Linked DNA regions of Rattus norvegicus: all the other regions are linked to region 1. Evidence: chromatin contacts called from public Hi-C data. All regions are on one chromosome and are shown on one strand. The core of a region is the stretch at or near the end of the contact, and the rest is flanking DNA. Distances in the headings are between cores, read along the strand shown.

Region 1 (3,630 bases), core at 811-3,310:
TATGATTAAGTCATAGCAATCACGTTGAATTGAATCAGATTTGGGACCCCTGCTTAGCTTTGTGGCAAGACCAGGACCTGAGATACAGGCAGGATTCCAGAAGTTTAAAAAGGAGTCAGGAAACACATCGTCCTGAGGCGCCCTGCGGGATCTCCCCTGTGCCGGGGGTTCAGGGCAGTGCAGACTGAGTGGCTGCTTCATCCTTTGGCTCCAACCCGAGGCAACACACTTGGAGGGTTGCCAAACTCAGCCAGTGAAAGTCCAAATGCTCATCAAATATGGATTTCAGGTAAACAACATATTAGCATTACGTGTCATTATTTGTAGTACTAGTCATTAGGAGACAGGGTCTAGCTATGTGGGCCAAGTTTGTCTTAAACTGAAGGCTCTCCTATTCTGCTTCCCCAGTGCTGAGGTAATAGCTGTGTCCTGGGAACAGACTGTTTAAAAAGATGTAAATCCCCTACGCAAGCTTAAAGAAATAAAAAAAAAAAACCCAAAAAACCAAAAAAAGTGTCATGGTTGACCTGGCATTCTAACTTGCAGTTCTAACGAGGTAGCTGCACTCATCTGGCCGGGTTATTCTGGACTCAGATCTCCTTTCTTCCCCCTTTCTCTTCTCAGGTCACGGGTGCAGTTCCTGAATAGGTACTGGGAAACATCCCATATCTCCAGGAGGCTGGATGCTGCACTGGCCTGAGAACTCAGTGGAAGGGCTTTAAGGAGGAGTTTCTGCCCCACTGTCCTTTAGGATCACCATGGAGACACAGCCCCAGAGGTTTGGATCCCCTCAGCCTAGTCAGAGGGACCAGAGGGTACAATTAAACAGGTGGCTCCACAGGGTGGGTGATTCTCGGGCTATGCTTGTCAACCACTTGGGGGCTTGTTCAGCTACAGAATTGGACCCAGAAGACCAGGGTCCTAGCTCCTGCCTTCCAAATGCTTTGGGGTTGCTGACATGCTAAGTGTACTGGGTTCAACCTCCACCCCCCAAAAGTGGATTATTGTATTCCTAACTTTCCAGAAAATATCACCCCATAACCTCTTCCTACTGGAACTGCAACTGTTTCTGGGCAGAGCAAACCAAACCAAAACATCAATTTTTTCGAGGTTTGAATAGGCAAGTTGCATTTGATTAGTTAAGATATTTGAGCTGTGTGTATGCTAGAGCCCTGCCCCGACCCCTTTTGATCCAGTAGTCTTTCCAGGCGCTTGGATGGCTTCGAATTTAGTAGGTGGGAAAAGCTTCAACCAGTGAGTCTCTCCTGTTTCACCCACCTCTAAATTCCTTCCCGTATTTGTGTCCTAAATTTTCTCTCTGGCACTTTGGGGAACAAAAGTTTGGTGAATGGGAAAAGCATGCCGGCTCTGCTCCTTCAGTACAGAGCCACCGTCTTCATAAGATGTTAAACAAGAACCATCCCCCAAGCAATACAGAGCCTTACCGGAGACTTCTTGATGTCTGAAACGGCATAATTCCCTTGTGATGTCCATCTGGCAGACTCGGTTAAGGACAGCCCGGTCCCATAAAGGTTGATGCTAAAACGGCCCTGGAACACAAAGCCAACACAAAAGACTTTCAGCCCGTGTGACATACCAACCAAGGCAGAGCTGACACATTCAAAGGGACTTTGGTAAGTAGAAGGGTGTTAATTAATTTTGATGGCCGCTAATCATTGAAGGTATTTTGTTGTTCCATTGTCAGAACCAGGTGTGTTACATTCATGATTTCTAGGTAGGGATTTTGTTTACAGATGGTGAAACCCTGGATCACAGTCGATTAACTCCCTCCTGAACACAGAAAGCTCTCAGGTCGTCTTTACTGACTTCTAAATCCTCTCTCAAAGCTTCCTCCTGCCAGCCTCCGTAGCACAGTAACCCCGATGTTGCTCGCAATTATCGGATTCCTTCACGACCAAAATGCCACAGTGTAATTTTTCTAACAAGATCTAGCTGCCAAAGTTTCCTGGGCTTCCAGTTCCCTGGGGCGAAGAGCAAGCACACTCTGTACCAAGCACCGCTGGGTGTGAGTTCAAAGCAGTGGCGCGTTTCCAAAGGTAGCCAGAAGAGGACGCTCTTGGCCTGCTGAAGATAGCGCACACTCCCAGTCCATCTTCTGAACACCCCCCCACCCAAGCGCCCGCGCGCGCGCCCGCGGGCACACACAGACTTAGTTCCGGAACAGAATTCCCAAAGGCCACAAGGGTGTGTGGTCTGGGCCTTTAATATTGATATTTATCTCTAAGGAGCCAGTGCCGTAGTACTAAACCGGTCTCCCCTCTCTCAAAACCAGATCCAACACTGGCGGTTTCCAAGCTGAGAATGTTCTGTGACCCTGAACATGTTCTCAGGATTACTTTCTCCCAGAACTGAGAACCCACGACTTTGAAAAAAGTTAAAACAAAGAGATAACGGAGAGCTGTTACTCAGAACCAAACCTAGTATGTCAGAGTTAACTCCTTCAGCAATGATTAGATAAGAGAGAGAGAGAGAGAGAGAGAGAGAGAGAGAGAGAGAGAGAGAGAGAGAAAGGAGGAGGAGGAGGAGGAGGAGGAGGAGGAGGAGGAGAGAGAGAGGAGGAGAGGCAAGGGAGGGGGTGACGGAGGGAGGGAGGGAGGGAGGGAGGGGAAGAGGGGAGGGGGGAAGGAGGGGTTAGTTCAGCCCTTTCCAAACTTCAGTTGGTCCATCTTTAAAATGGAAGTTAATGTACATACTTCCCTCATTTACTGTAGTAATGAGAAGTAAATAAAGTTAGAAGTGTAGAAGCTGGCTGTGGTAGGCCCTGCCTATGATATCACTGCTCAGAGGACTGAGGAGGAGGATGGCAGTCAGATCCAGGCCACCTGCATTACCTAGGGAAACCTTGCCTTAAACAAAACTTGGGAGAAATATGAAAGTAAATAAGCTCTCATGTTGTTGATACTTAGTAGAAACACTGGCATCTGTAACAAAAATACAAGTATAACTTCTGTGTTTTCTAAATTTCTAAATGCTCCTGAATTTCCTAACTGTTTCCTAACAAATTCTTGTTTTCTTTGCCCTGGTTTAATGGTAATTACTTAGGGGAGGGGCTCAGTATTACTTGGTCTATGTATATATATTAGCTATTGGTAGTAACATGTCCCTGGAAGTTGACCGTTTTTTCCAGTAAATAGCACATCTTAGGTCTTTGGGTGAAATTTCTAAGAGGAGTGCCTCAGAGTTTCTTCTCCCTGCAAGTTTCATAAATAGGAAATAATGACTTCCAAATCCTTCTGGAGCTAAGGCACTACAAATATGACATGGGAAAGAAGATTTCTGCTTCCAGAGTGACCAATCACTGATACCAGTAGGGGTGATGCATCTTCCGAAGAAATGTGGCAATGTCTACAGACAGTTCGAGACACTCCAGTCAATGGCAGGGATGTATGCAACAGCTGGACACCAAGAACTCCATGGGATTGCTGTAAGTAACAGAAGAGTTCCCCTTTCCCCTCAGAGCTATCCGGCCTGCTTCTCCAGGTCCAAGCTGCTGCACTGAGAAATGTTGGAGCAGGTGCAAAAGGTGGATCCATTCCACAACGGCCTCTCCTGCATCTGTGTCAGGGAGGGTAGACAAGTGGCTCACTTCTCCAGCCTACCCATAAAGTA
Region 2 (3,630 bases), core at 566-3,065, 490 kb after region 1:
CTGACCGTGGACTAAACCTCTAAACCATGTAAGTAAGCCCTAGTTAAATTCTTTCCCTTTTAAGAGTTCCTGTAGACGTGGTGTCTTTTCACAGTAATAGAACACTGACTAAGACAATCATCAAAGGACACCAAGGCAGAAACTCAAACAGGGCAGGATCCTAGAGGCAGAAGTTGATACAGAGGCCATGGAGGAGTGCTGCTTACTGGATTGTTCCTCGTAGCTTGCTCAGCCTGCTTTCTTGCTTTCATATAGAATCCAGGACCACCAGGCCAGGGCTGGCACCATCCACAAAGTGCCAGGCCCTTTTCCCAGTCAATCACTAATTTAAAAAAACAAAACAAACAACAACAACAACAGCAACAACAACAACAACCCTACAACATGGTCTTCTGGAAGCATTTTTGTAATTGGTTATTTTATTTATTTACATTTCAATTGTTATCACCCTACCCGGTTTCCCCTCTGCAAACCCCATCCCATCTCTCCTCCCCTTTGCCTCTATGAGTGTGCTCCTCCATCCACATACCCATTCCCTACTCACTCTAGCATCCCCTTATGTGGGGGGTTTCAAGCTTCCATAGGACCAAGGGCCTTCCCTCCCATTAATGTCAGATAAGGCCATCCTCTGCTACATATGTAGCTAGAGCCAAGGGTCCCTCCATGTGTACTCTTTAGTTGGTGGCTTAATCCCTGGGGGCTCGGGGTGGTCCAATTAGTTGATATTTTTGTTTTTCCTATGGGGTTACAATCCCGTTCAGCACCTTCAGTCTTTCCCCTAACTCTTCCATTGGGGTCCCTGTTCTCAGTCCAATGGTTGACTGTGATTATCTGCATCTGTATTGGTCAGGTGCTAGCAGAGGCTCTCAGGAGACAGCTTATTACCAGGCTCCTGTCAGCAAGCCCTTTATTATTATTATTATTATTATTATTATTATTATTATTATTAACTTGAGTATTTCTTATTTACATTTCTAGTGTTATTCCCTTTCCTAGTTTACGGGCCAACATCCCCCTAACCCCTACCCCTTCCCTTTTTATAGGTGTTCCCCTCCCCATCCTCCCCCCCATTGCCGCCCTCCCCCCAACAGTCTAGTTCACTGGGGGTTCAGTCTTAGCAGGACCCAGGGCTTCCCCTTCCACTGGTGCTCTTACTAGGATATTCATTGCTACCTATGAGGTCAGAGTCCAGGGTCAGTCCATGTATAGTCTTTAGGTAGTGGCTTAGTCCCGGGAAGCTCTGGGTGCTTGGCATTGTTGTACTTTTGGGGTCTCAGCAAGCCCTTCTTGAAGTTCCTTCCTCTCAGAAGGAACTTGACACTTTATCTGTGTCAAGTTGACATAAAACTGCCCAGCACAGAGTTAGAAACCTTGCAAATGAAGGGATGGTGCTCCAATTTTGCGAATGTCTAGCTTGCCATCATATGCAAAGCACAGTGTCCAACATACGTTAAATTCTAATATTTCAAATAGCATCTATTGTGGCAATAACCAAATGGCATTCTAATAACCTTATGGTGGTATTCTGATCTTTTCATGAAATTAACGGAAGTTATGATCAGCAAATGAGTGAGTGAAAGAAAAGAGAGAGACCATAGTAATCACTGAAAAGAAGCATCTCCTTCCCCGTGGGAGGCATTGAGTCACCCTGTGTTTATTGAGCTGCATAAGGAAGCTGCTGTCACAATCCTTCCAGAGAAGCTATTGTGATGTTGTATAGAAGAGGGGGCTTTCTGGGACATTCATTTCACTGCCAGTGATGGGTGTGACGAATGCTTTTGTGTGAAGGTGGCACCATCCACAAGGATCAGGATGACTCACGGAGTGAAATCATAGATTCCACGGTGCTGCCAGGCTGAGAGCACTGGGGCTGGCTCAATGGATCTGAAAGAAAGATCAAGGAATTCCAGTCTCGATGGACATGTGGCTAGGAGAAAATGGAGTGCATCAGCTACTAGCATATGTGGGTGACACTGAATTCTTTTCAAGGCAAAGGCATCTCACCATTTAAAAACTGTATTACAGAGGGAAAATTAACAAATGAGCCAATAATACACAAGAGTTAAAAAGAATGCATTATGACTTGGTGATAGCAAAGTTAATAAAGTACTTGCTGCCTGTGTGTGAAGGTTTGAGCCCCAGAATCCATACAAAAATGTAGGGTTCAGTGATGCACACTTGTAGTTCCAGAGTGGGGAAACAGAGACTAGGAGATCCAAGGGCTCGCTGAACAGTCAGCCTCGATGGTTTCTATATACATGTGCATAACATGTGCATTCACACAAACAAGCACTCGCACAAACACACCACACATATAGGAGATGATTCCTCATGACCAAGTTGAGTTTACTGCAGTTATCCAAGGAACAGATGGACATTTGAGAATAAAACTGACTGTAATATATTTTATATTGACCATAATTAACCAATGATGCTTCATATATAAATGCTTCAAAAATAAAAATCCAGCACCATAACTTTACTTGACACACCCTCTACTGACTCTGGGCTGGCCTACTGACTTACTTTAATTAATTGAATATGGTAAAATAGATGTGCCAATTCCAGTAACATCCCAAAAGTTCCAATCAGCAAAATAATCAATGTGCAAGATAGTTTTTGTCTACTTGATACAAACTAGAATAATCCTTGAAAACAGAATCTCAATTGAGAAAATATCTCCATCAAATTGCCTGTAGGCAAGTCTGTGAGGGTATTTTCTTATTAATTATTGATGGGGGGGGTCGCTGGGGGCAGTACCACCCCTGAGAACGTGGTCCTGGGTTGTATAAAAAGCAAACCGAGAGTGTCACAAGGAGCAAACCAATAAGCATCATTCTCCCATGGTCTCTGCTTCAGTTCCTACTTCCAAGTTCCTGCCCTGGTTGAGTTCATACCTTGGATCCCTCAATGGTGGACGGTGATCTGGAAGAGTAAGCCAAATAACCCTTCCCACACCAAGTTGTTTTTAGTCATGCTATTTATCACAGTTATAGGAAGAAAACTAATGAATACTATGATGGTATTCATACAATGAAATGGCCAAAAATAAATAAATAAATAAATAAATAAATAAATAAATAAATAAATAAATGCCATAACCATTAGAAAGGGGGAAAAAGAAGTTCCATTTTTAAAATGATGACTTCATGTTCATAAAGCCTAAAATATTTTTATTTTATTTTGATTTACCTAATTATATAAACTTACTGGGTATAAAATCAATCTATAAACCCAACTGTTCTATGATAAACTAGAAATCAAAAATGTAGATTTAAGAAGATAGTATAAAAACTTTGTAAGGAGAAATCTAACTCAAGAGGTAAAGATGTTCGAAGAGCTTACAAGAATCTGATTAAGAGTTATTAAGATTACTTAAATGCCCATGGATTAGAGGCCACCATAATGTTTAAAATACAACCTCTTCCAATGGAATCCCACCCTCTAAATTTTAGTTAGCTGGTTCCAGTGTACACAGAGACAAGGGGCAAATAAGACACTGAAGTGAGAGGACATGCCTTACCAGACAGCACCACTAAGGTAGAATTAACTGTGGGGCCAACATAGGTCAGTGGGCCAGTGGAGGAAATTCAGTTCAGAAGCTGTATTACTTTGCATGTTATATTACCT
Region 3 (3,630 bases), core at 312-2,811, 390 kb after region 1:
CCCAGAAGCAGCTCTTGGGAGGGTTAAATGTGACATAGGTTGTGAGGGGTAGAGCATAGTGAGTTGTCTCAGTAAATGGTAGGAAGCTATTGCTGTCAGAAACTTGGTGTTTGTTTTATAAAAATAGAGAAGGAATATGTTTGGTGGAGGTGAGGTAAGGTGTGGGGGAAGGGGATGCGTATGAGGCCTATGGTGAGGCATCCCTTCCCCCAACTGAGGGACCAGCCATAAGACAGTATAGTATAAAGTTTATTCAGGGCATGGGGAGGGGAGTTGAGAGAAAAGCAGAGAGAGAGAGAGAGAGAGAGAGAGAGAGAGAGAGAGAGAGAGGAGCCACGAGCACATAGAGAGTGAGCGGGAGGGGGAGGGAGATCAGTAGTGGAGAGGACAGAGCAAGAACAAGAGAGCAAGAGAGGGAGGGGCAAGCAGCCCCTTTTATAGTGAGTCAGGCGTACCTGGCTGTTGTCAGGTAACTGTGAGGCACAGCCTAGTCTAAATGCCAACATTGGTATGGTTCAAGGTCTACAGACTTTGAAAATAAGGATCAATCAATGATCTTAAGTTGAGAGTCTGCATTTCAAGCTTGATGTACAGCTTGTAGATGACTACTATAGCAAGCCATAAGTTGTGTTAGCTTGAGGACCTATGCAAAGATACTTGTGCAAAGCTTTGAATCAGCTCTTCTACAGTGCACACATAGTCCTAAAACTCATCATACTATGCAGAGCAATGTGATAAACACCACAAAGATTATAGGAATCAGAATTAAGGCAACCATTTCCAGGTACTCAGAAAAATCTGTGGTTTTTACCCATATTCCTAGGGGATATTTACAATATCTATAATAATTTTTTTTGGTTGCTAAGGTGTGGTAGGGGAGATCAGAATTTAGCATTCGTGGTGGATAAAGGCCAAGACAGACTGCTACTAAATGTCCTGTGATACACAGGCTCTCCACTGATCCCTAGCAAAGATTTACCCCGCCGGCAACTCAGTAGGGCTAAGGCTGAGAAACCCAGGATTTATGAACAACACTCAAAAATGTGTTAGAGTTACATTACAGAAAGGAAAGCAAGATGATAAAAATCTGATTAAATACTAGTACAATGTAGCTCACGTTAAATGTTTTGTAGATATGTGAGTACATTAACACACACTGTAGTCAGCTCTGCAAATGACCTGGCATTTGCCTGTGGACGTGAGTGTGGGCAAGGAGCTGCCTGTTAGTTACTGGAAAGTGGTGGAAGGGGCTTCTCCAAACCCTAGCTGTAGTACAGATGTGTGTGGGTGTGGTCTACTCTACCTGTGGAGCTGAGATGGATGGTGGGTGTCCCAGTGTGTGTTGGGCATGTTCCCACGAAGTTCAAGTCTTTGGGCACTACTTTCTGCGTCCATCTGAGCCTCTCAGGGGTGAAATTGTGAGTAAGTGAACGTGAAATTCAGTTTATGTTCAAAGGATTCCTTACCATGCTGTCAGTGCTGGAGCCCACACGGACTTACTTACAGAACAAGCTGGATAACAGAACTGAGCTTGTACAGTTAATTCCACAGAGCTGACTCAAACGGTAGTTCACACAATCCAAGAGACTTTAACGAACGCAACGGAACAAAGACATGTTTCAGAGGAAAACCTCCGGGCTGCTCCGATCCAACTGCCCCATGTGGTATTCTAGAACATCAAACTTTTCTGTGACCTGGCAAGTGCCCCGGGCTATTTATATATATCAAAGCCTATTTAAAACCCTGAACAATGCTGAAATGTTTAAAGGCAAAATTGTATGATGTATACCATTGGTTACAAAACAATCTGAGTAGGGGCTGTGGAAGAAAGGGGCTAAGAGGAAGCCAGGCTAGCCATGAGTTGTTCAATGACAGGAGGAGGGGAGGAGATAAGCTTTGCTTATCGTCTTCATCATGCCGTTGCACAATGAAGAAAGAAGGAAAGGTGGTCGGTAAATAATTGTGAAGCAGCAGAGGACTCGCCAGTAGGCTCAGTTTTTAAAGGGTGGTGCTGCTTTTGAACATCGCTTTATACCTTACTAGTGCAAGGAAATACTCTGCTATAAGCAAGGGTTGCACTGAAGGCCTGGAAAGCCATCTCACTTTCCACAAGTTCCAGTGACTCTTGAGGACAGCACACGGGTAACGGGGCCAAGTGTCAAAGGGAAAAAATGTGCATACAAGTCATGGTCAGTGACCGGGAGAAATACCCAACTAGTGTTTTACTGAACTGAGATGATAAAGTCCTGGTGGGGGACACAACACTCTGAGCCAAGGAGGACATGGAAACCATGTGAGGAAGCACAGAGTTTGGCAAAGAGCTCGGGTGGGCGTTAAACCTTGACCTCAGAGGCCTGATTTTACCGAGCATCCTTGGGCAAGTTAATCTAATCATTCTGAGAAATTTTGTTTTCTTTCCAGATTGTGAAAATTGAATTCTTTTTGTAATGAAAGGAAAGAAAAAGAAATCAGATATCGAAAGAAACAAAATAGGAGGCTGGGATAATGAAACCAAAGACACCGAAAAACTCTTGAGAATTTTGGAGGCCATGACAAAAAAGTAGAGAGGCTCACTGTCCCCCTCCCACAATGAACATAAGAATTCACAAAATTCACAGATACCCTAACAGCAAGCCAGAACCCAGGGTTAAGTGCTTAGGATAGAAACTGTTCCCACCATCTGCATCTGACTGGCTGTGAGGGATGGAGGCAGGGTCTATAGTTCTGTCATCTCAGTTCTGCTGTCTGTCCTCTGTTTCTTCTCATCCGTTCCTCCAGCCTGAAGTATTGTTTACTCTGCTCTCCAAATTCCACCCCACTCCTCATGGTCTCCAGCTTCCAGGATGCCTTTCACAGTCTGGGGCTTCTATGGGAGCTCCCCGTCTGAGCTCACACTAACTCTTATCAGTAGTGCTATTCTGGTCCTTAAGTGTGGCCTCTCTTTGAATTGCTTATCTCTGATGCCTGTACACTTTTCCTTCTGTGTCTGCAGGGAATTTACTCTCGCAACCCCCACGGATATGACAGTTTGCAGATACTCAAGCTTATAACCTGTGCACATCTACCCGTCCACTTCCAACATCTCCAGATTACTTCTCATACCCAGTATAATATAAACGGACAGAGTTACACTGTTTCAGTTAGAAGAAATGACAACCCAATAATAACAAAGTCCCCTTGTGTTCAGTACAGATGTAACTTTCTTTTTTGATTGGCTGAATCTAAGGCTATGAGCCCACAAATAGTGAGCACTGTATCCGTGTGTGTGTGTGTGTGTGTGTGTGTGTGTGTGTGTGTGTGTGTGTGTGTGTGGTGACTATTTAACCAAAGTGTAAACTACGTGACAGGGACTTATCGAATTTCCTAGTACATGATCTCAGCCTCACAGAGAAAACTGATAGACATGTGACTTTAAACTAAGCACTCAAAAAATGTTGACTGCTTAAATATACCGTCCATACTCCCTCCTCTAGTATTTTAAAGCTAAAAGTCTGTGTTCCTTTCATTTGGAGCAACTTTCCAACTGGGAATCTCTAGCAATCTCCTGTTCATGTTGTGACTCTCAGTTTAAGGCTCTTAGGGAAGTCTGCTACACCTCTTCTCCTCTCCCTCCTCCCTGGACCTACTGCC
Region 4 (3,630 bases), core at 506-3,005, 290 kb after region 1:
CAAAGTAGACTACAAACCTAGAAACAGCCAGTTCCCTTACATCTTTGTGTACCCACCAAAAATATGGGTGGGGCTCCTAGAACGCATGCTTGAAATGATTATGGGAGGAGAGGGCCAGGAAGATGGGAAAACAACAATCTGATGTGTGGGGGACATATCATATAATGTGACACCAGGCAGGCTCTATGACTAAAAAAGTATAGATACAGGCAACAGGTGACCAACTTTGAGGACTGGAAATAGACTCAATTGTATTAAAAAAAAAAAAAGCAATGGTGAATTAAGGTACATTAGCAGTCATGTGATAGAGTGTCAGGAAGGAGATAAGCTCAGTGGTTAAGATCATAGACACAAGAAGAAGAGTGGATTTAAAGCTGACTTGGCCCTTTAAACTGTCCATTTCAACAAACCAATCCAACCCTCAGCAGACTGTGTAGCAAAGGAGATAATGCTCATTTTGATATTCTTGAAATATTGATTTGATAAAATAAACAAACCTTGGCCAATTCAAGAGGAGTTTTACGAATGGTCTTCTATCCAATTGTTACGGATTCTGAATGAAGGGAGTGGAACACCATTGACCTTTATCACATAATTCTGCAGAAACCCATATTCTGCAGAAACCTGCATTAGATATGTGTTAGGTAAGTGAAAGCCGAAGCTGTGTGTTGATACCTCCATGAAAGCACGGTTTTTGAAGTATGGCTTGTGATTCTGTCTCCAGGACATTGGGCATCCGGGTCAAAGGTGCATCATCAACGCGGTCTTCGTTGCTACTGAAAATGGATTTAGTTTCCATCAGTCCTATTTACAGCAGCTTTCCTGGGACTCAAATAAAACAAGGCTCTCCCGCCCACTGGCTTGCGAGCTGTGCAAAGTACAGTCTTCTATTGTGACACGTATCCTGGCAGTTCGCCACTGTCTGCCCTACCCCGCTGCAGAATCAGAGTCCTACCCCCTCCCATCCCGTAAAATCGCCGAACTCTTGGGAAGGTACTGAGAGCCTGGAAGAAGCATTTAGTATCTCTCTTGAGATGAGTAAATTACATGGGAGGTTATGGGTATTTTATGATCTGTTATAGATGGATAACTCAAGGTGCAGCTTGGCTTTTCTTTTTCTTAAAGCAAGAAAGCTTAGCAGTGAGACTCATTTTCCACAACTCCCAAATGGTTTCACAATAACTCTGTGACCTTAATCAGCTTCTTCTGTTGAGGCAACCTCCCCTAATTGTGTTGTTGCGTGAAACAGACACAATGACAAAAATACTCCATCTCTACAAAGAAAGTGTGGATCACATAACCTGGGGAATAACAGTCTGGGTGCCAGGGGAAGATGAGCCAAGACCGCGCTGCCTCTGGTAGTATTTCTCATGTAGATAATCGTCAGTCTCTTCCTTATTGGTCAACAGTAGGCTAATGATTGTCCTGAACTAAGTGGCTCTGGGACATAATGGTGTAGTAACCTAGGACTGCCAACTAGATGGCTAGAAATTCCCACAAGACTCCTGCAGAGCCGCAAGACAGCTACGTCACAAACGAACACCGAAATGAAATGCAGAACCTGAACTTCTTGCTTTCATCTCCTTTCCTGATCTCTAGGAGCCACCGCTTGCCCTTCTTTCCCTATCCTCCATGCCAAGTATGGCGGGTGCAGAGGGGACAGGCCGGGAATGCTAGCACAGCTGATGGCTGTCAGCTAGCAAAGCAATCTGGTGAAAAGAAGACAGGGACTCCGCGGCTTCCTGTTCCTCAATTCTTGGGCAGCTGTGACCTTCAGAGCTGCAGGGGCTTGTGGGAGCCGGTGGGTGTGGTCTGAGAGGGAGTCTACAATTGGAAGCTGACCTTTCAGAGTCTAGATTTTTTCCATCCTGGAAAACAAGAGCTAAGCATAGAAATTGAATTAGAAGTGGAAGGATTTCCCAAGGCTCTCATCTGTCCCAGCTGCATCCACAGAGCTGGCCGTGGCCTTACTCCTGTCATTCTCAGCTAGGATTCCTGCCTGTCCCTCCTCACTCCTGGCTGGGTGCTGAGGTCAGCAGAAGTACCTTGAGACAAGCACACAAACTAAGCTGTAGTCAGCAGACCCAGCCTCAAAATTGGAGGAGGAATTGTGAAAACATCGTTTCCCTCCTCACTCCCACAACAAAAGAACTTGTGTTTCAAAATACTCTTGCCTCAGGCCCTCACCCGCCTGTGAATAGGGGCACTGAGGGGACAGAAACGCCATAAAATCCTAGGTTCCCTAGCTCAGCCTCAAGCTGTGGTTTCCTATTTCCTCCCACTGGACAGCTTCAGTATTAATTGCTCCCCAAACCAACAGTAAAATTTCACTACTGCTCCTTGCAGGCAGAGAAACCCTCAGGTCTTCTGAGAATTTCAGAACAGGGCTTGCTGACCCTGGCATCTCTCTCCTGTACACACACAAGTGGTGGGGGTTCCAGATAGGTCTTTGGTTTGGGGCACAGGCTCTCTCAGCAGAGTAGTCAAAAGCTGCACATGAAAATTCACTAGAAATGCAAATTTTTAGTTCATCAGAAGCCCCAAGGACTTGGCTGCCTCCTTAGTTTGTTGAAGAAAAAAAAAATCCTGTGAGTTCAGTTGAACTAAATCATGAGGATTAGCGATCTAGGCTAGGCATTTATTTTGTCAGAATACTGCAGACTTTTATTGTTGTCTGTGTGGTCTTTGGCGTACTTCCTTTAGTTTCTGTCTGGCAGGCTCCTAGTCAGTCTTTAAGTCCTTCTGAAAATACCCTCTCTATGTAAGTCTCCATCATCCTCCCAACCTAAGGGAATAAAATGTTCTCTAATGTGTGACATTTGGGGCATCTTACTAATATATTTTATTAAAACTATCCAGTTCCTCTCTTCTGTTCCAGGCTCAGAAATAAGAACATGCTTACATCAGCAAATGCTTTGGGTAGACTATTGTGGGACTGTCATTTTATTTCTGGTGATGGCAGACTAAGATTTTGAGATCATACCCCAGGCTTACAACCTCACCTCTGACATGTGTTGGCCCTGTGCGGCCTTAGGTAGGGGTTTGAGCACTTTAATTGTCCTGTGTAATGAGGACAGGTTAGTCCTGTTTACCCCAGTGTCCCTGGATGACTGAAAGAGCGCTGCCCAATCGAGCACAGTAGCTGACCAGTGCAGACATGTGGAAGTTGGTCGCTACCGGTAATGTTATTCTTCCTCGCTAGCACACAGTTAGCAGTGTTCACTGTGCTGTCAGGATCAACACTTCAACAATGAGTCAGAGTCGTCTTCTTGTTGAAGTCCTGAGGACTAAGATGAAGCATTGGGGTGGTAGGAAACATATTTCAGTAGAGGAAGCCTTAAATAGCTTAAGATCGGAAAAACAGACAAACCCGATACAGGTTTTATGATTTAAAGAATACCCCAGTTTAACCTTACAACCTTGGGAATGCGCTGAGATGGATGACCAGGATCCCTGTAAGTCACCTTTGCAGGTAAGTTCCAGCTCAGAGTCTCTGCCTTTTCGCTCCCTGATGCACTCTCACTTCCTTCCACTTTGCATCAGCACTGATCTGTCTTTCTGGGTGTATAAGTCTGCCAGGGTGTGACATCATGTGGACACAAGTCAACAATGGCTGTCCTCCTCAATCTC

The links. Hi-C and Micro-C count contacts between places; a contact is called where the count stands out from the background.
Region 2: a contact with region 1 is called in a Hi-C map of Schwann cells, with 5 times the contacts expected there. The contact joins two enhancer-like sites. A contact is called at or near these places in 2 of 12 Hi-C or Micro-C datasets (the A7r5 cell line and Schwann cells).
Region 3: a Hi-C map of Schwann cells shows a contact between it and region 1, with 9 times the contacts expected there. The contact joins two enhancer-like sites. A contact is called at or near these places in 2 of 12 Hi-C or Micro-C datasets (the A7r5 cell line and Schwann cells).
Region 4: a contact with region 1 is called in a Hi-C map of Schwann cells, with 6 times the contacts expected there. The contact joins two enhancer-like sites. A contact is called at or near these places in 3 of 12 Hi-C or Micro-C datasets (Schwann cells, kidney and mammary epithelial cells).

The regions. Positions count from the first base shown.
Region 1 is chr4:126,861,216-126,864,845 of GRCr8, forward strand. Adamts9 (ADAM metallopeptidase with thrombospondin type 1 motif, 9) reads right to left here. Exons shown (of 39, transcript NM_001107877.1): 37 at 1,364-1,550. The coding sequence ends at 1,407. Among named protein-coding and RNA genes, the nearest start is that of Adamts9, 160 kb to the right of the region's middle. Within about 2 kb of position 2,061, at least 6 of the 93 cell types and tissues checked have an H3K27ac peak or open chromatin away from gene starts, as enhancers often do. A contact at or near this core is called in Schwann cells, where this site is marked.
Region 2 is chr4:127,350,451-127,354,080 of GRCr8, forward strand. No RefSeq gene overlaps it. Among named protein-coding and RNA genes, the nearest start is that of Adamts9, 330 kb to the left of the region's middle. Within about 2 kb of position 1,816, at least 12 of the 93 cell types and tissues checked have an H3K27ac peak or open chromatin away from gene starts, as enhancers often do. A contact at or near this core is called in Schwann cells, where this site is marked.
Region 3 is chr4:127,248,555-127,252,184 of GRCr8, forward strand. It overlaps LOC120102344 (a long non-coding RNA gene), which reads right to left. Exons shown (of 5, transcript XR_010065878.1): 2 at 1-3,630. Among named protein-coding and RNA genes, the nearest start is that of Adamts9, 230 kb to the left of the region's middle. Within about 2 kb of position 1,562, at least 4 of the 93 cell types and tissues checked have an H3K27ac peak or open chromatin away from gene starts, as enhancers often do. A contact at or near this core is called in Schwann cells, where this site is marked.
Region 4 is chr4:127,148,541-127,152,170 of GRCr8, forward strand. The region is part of intron 2 of LOC102555978 (a long non-coding RNA gene); the gene reads left to right. It overlaps LOC134486615 (a long non-coding RNA gene), which reads left to right. Exons shown (of 2, transcript XR_010065879.1): 2 at 725-865. Among named protein-coding and RNA genes, the nearest start is that of Adamts9, 130 kb to the left of the region's middle. Within about 2 kb of position 1,756, at least 6 of the 93 cell types and tissues checked have an H3K27ac peak or open chromatin away from gene starts, as enhancers often do. A contact at or near this core is called in Schwann cells, where this site is marked.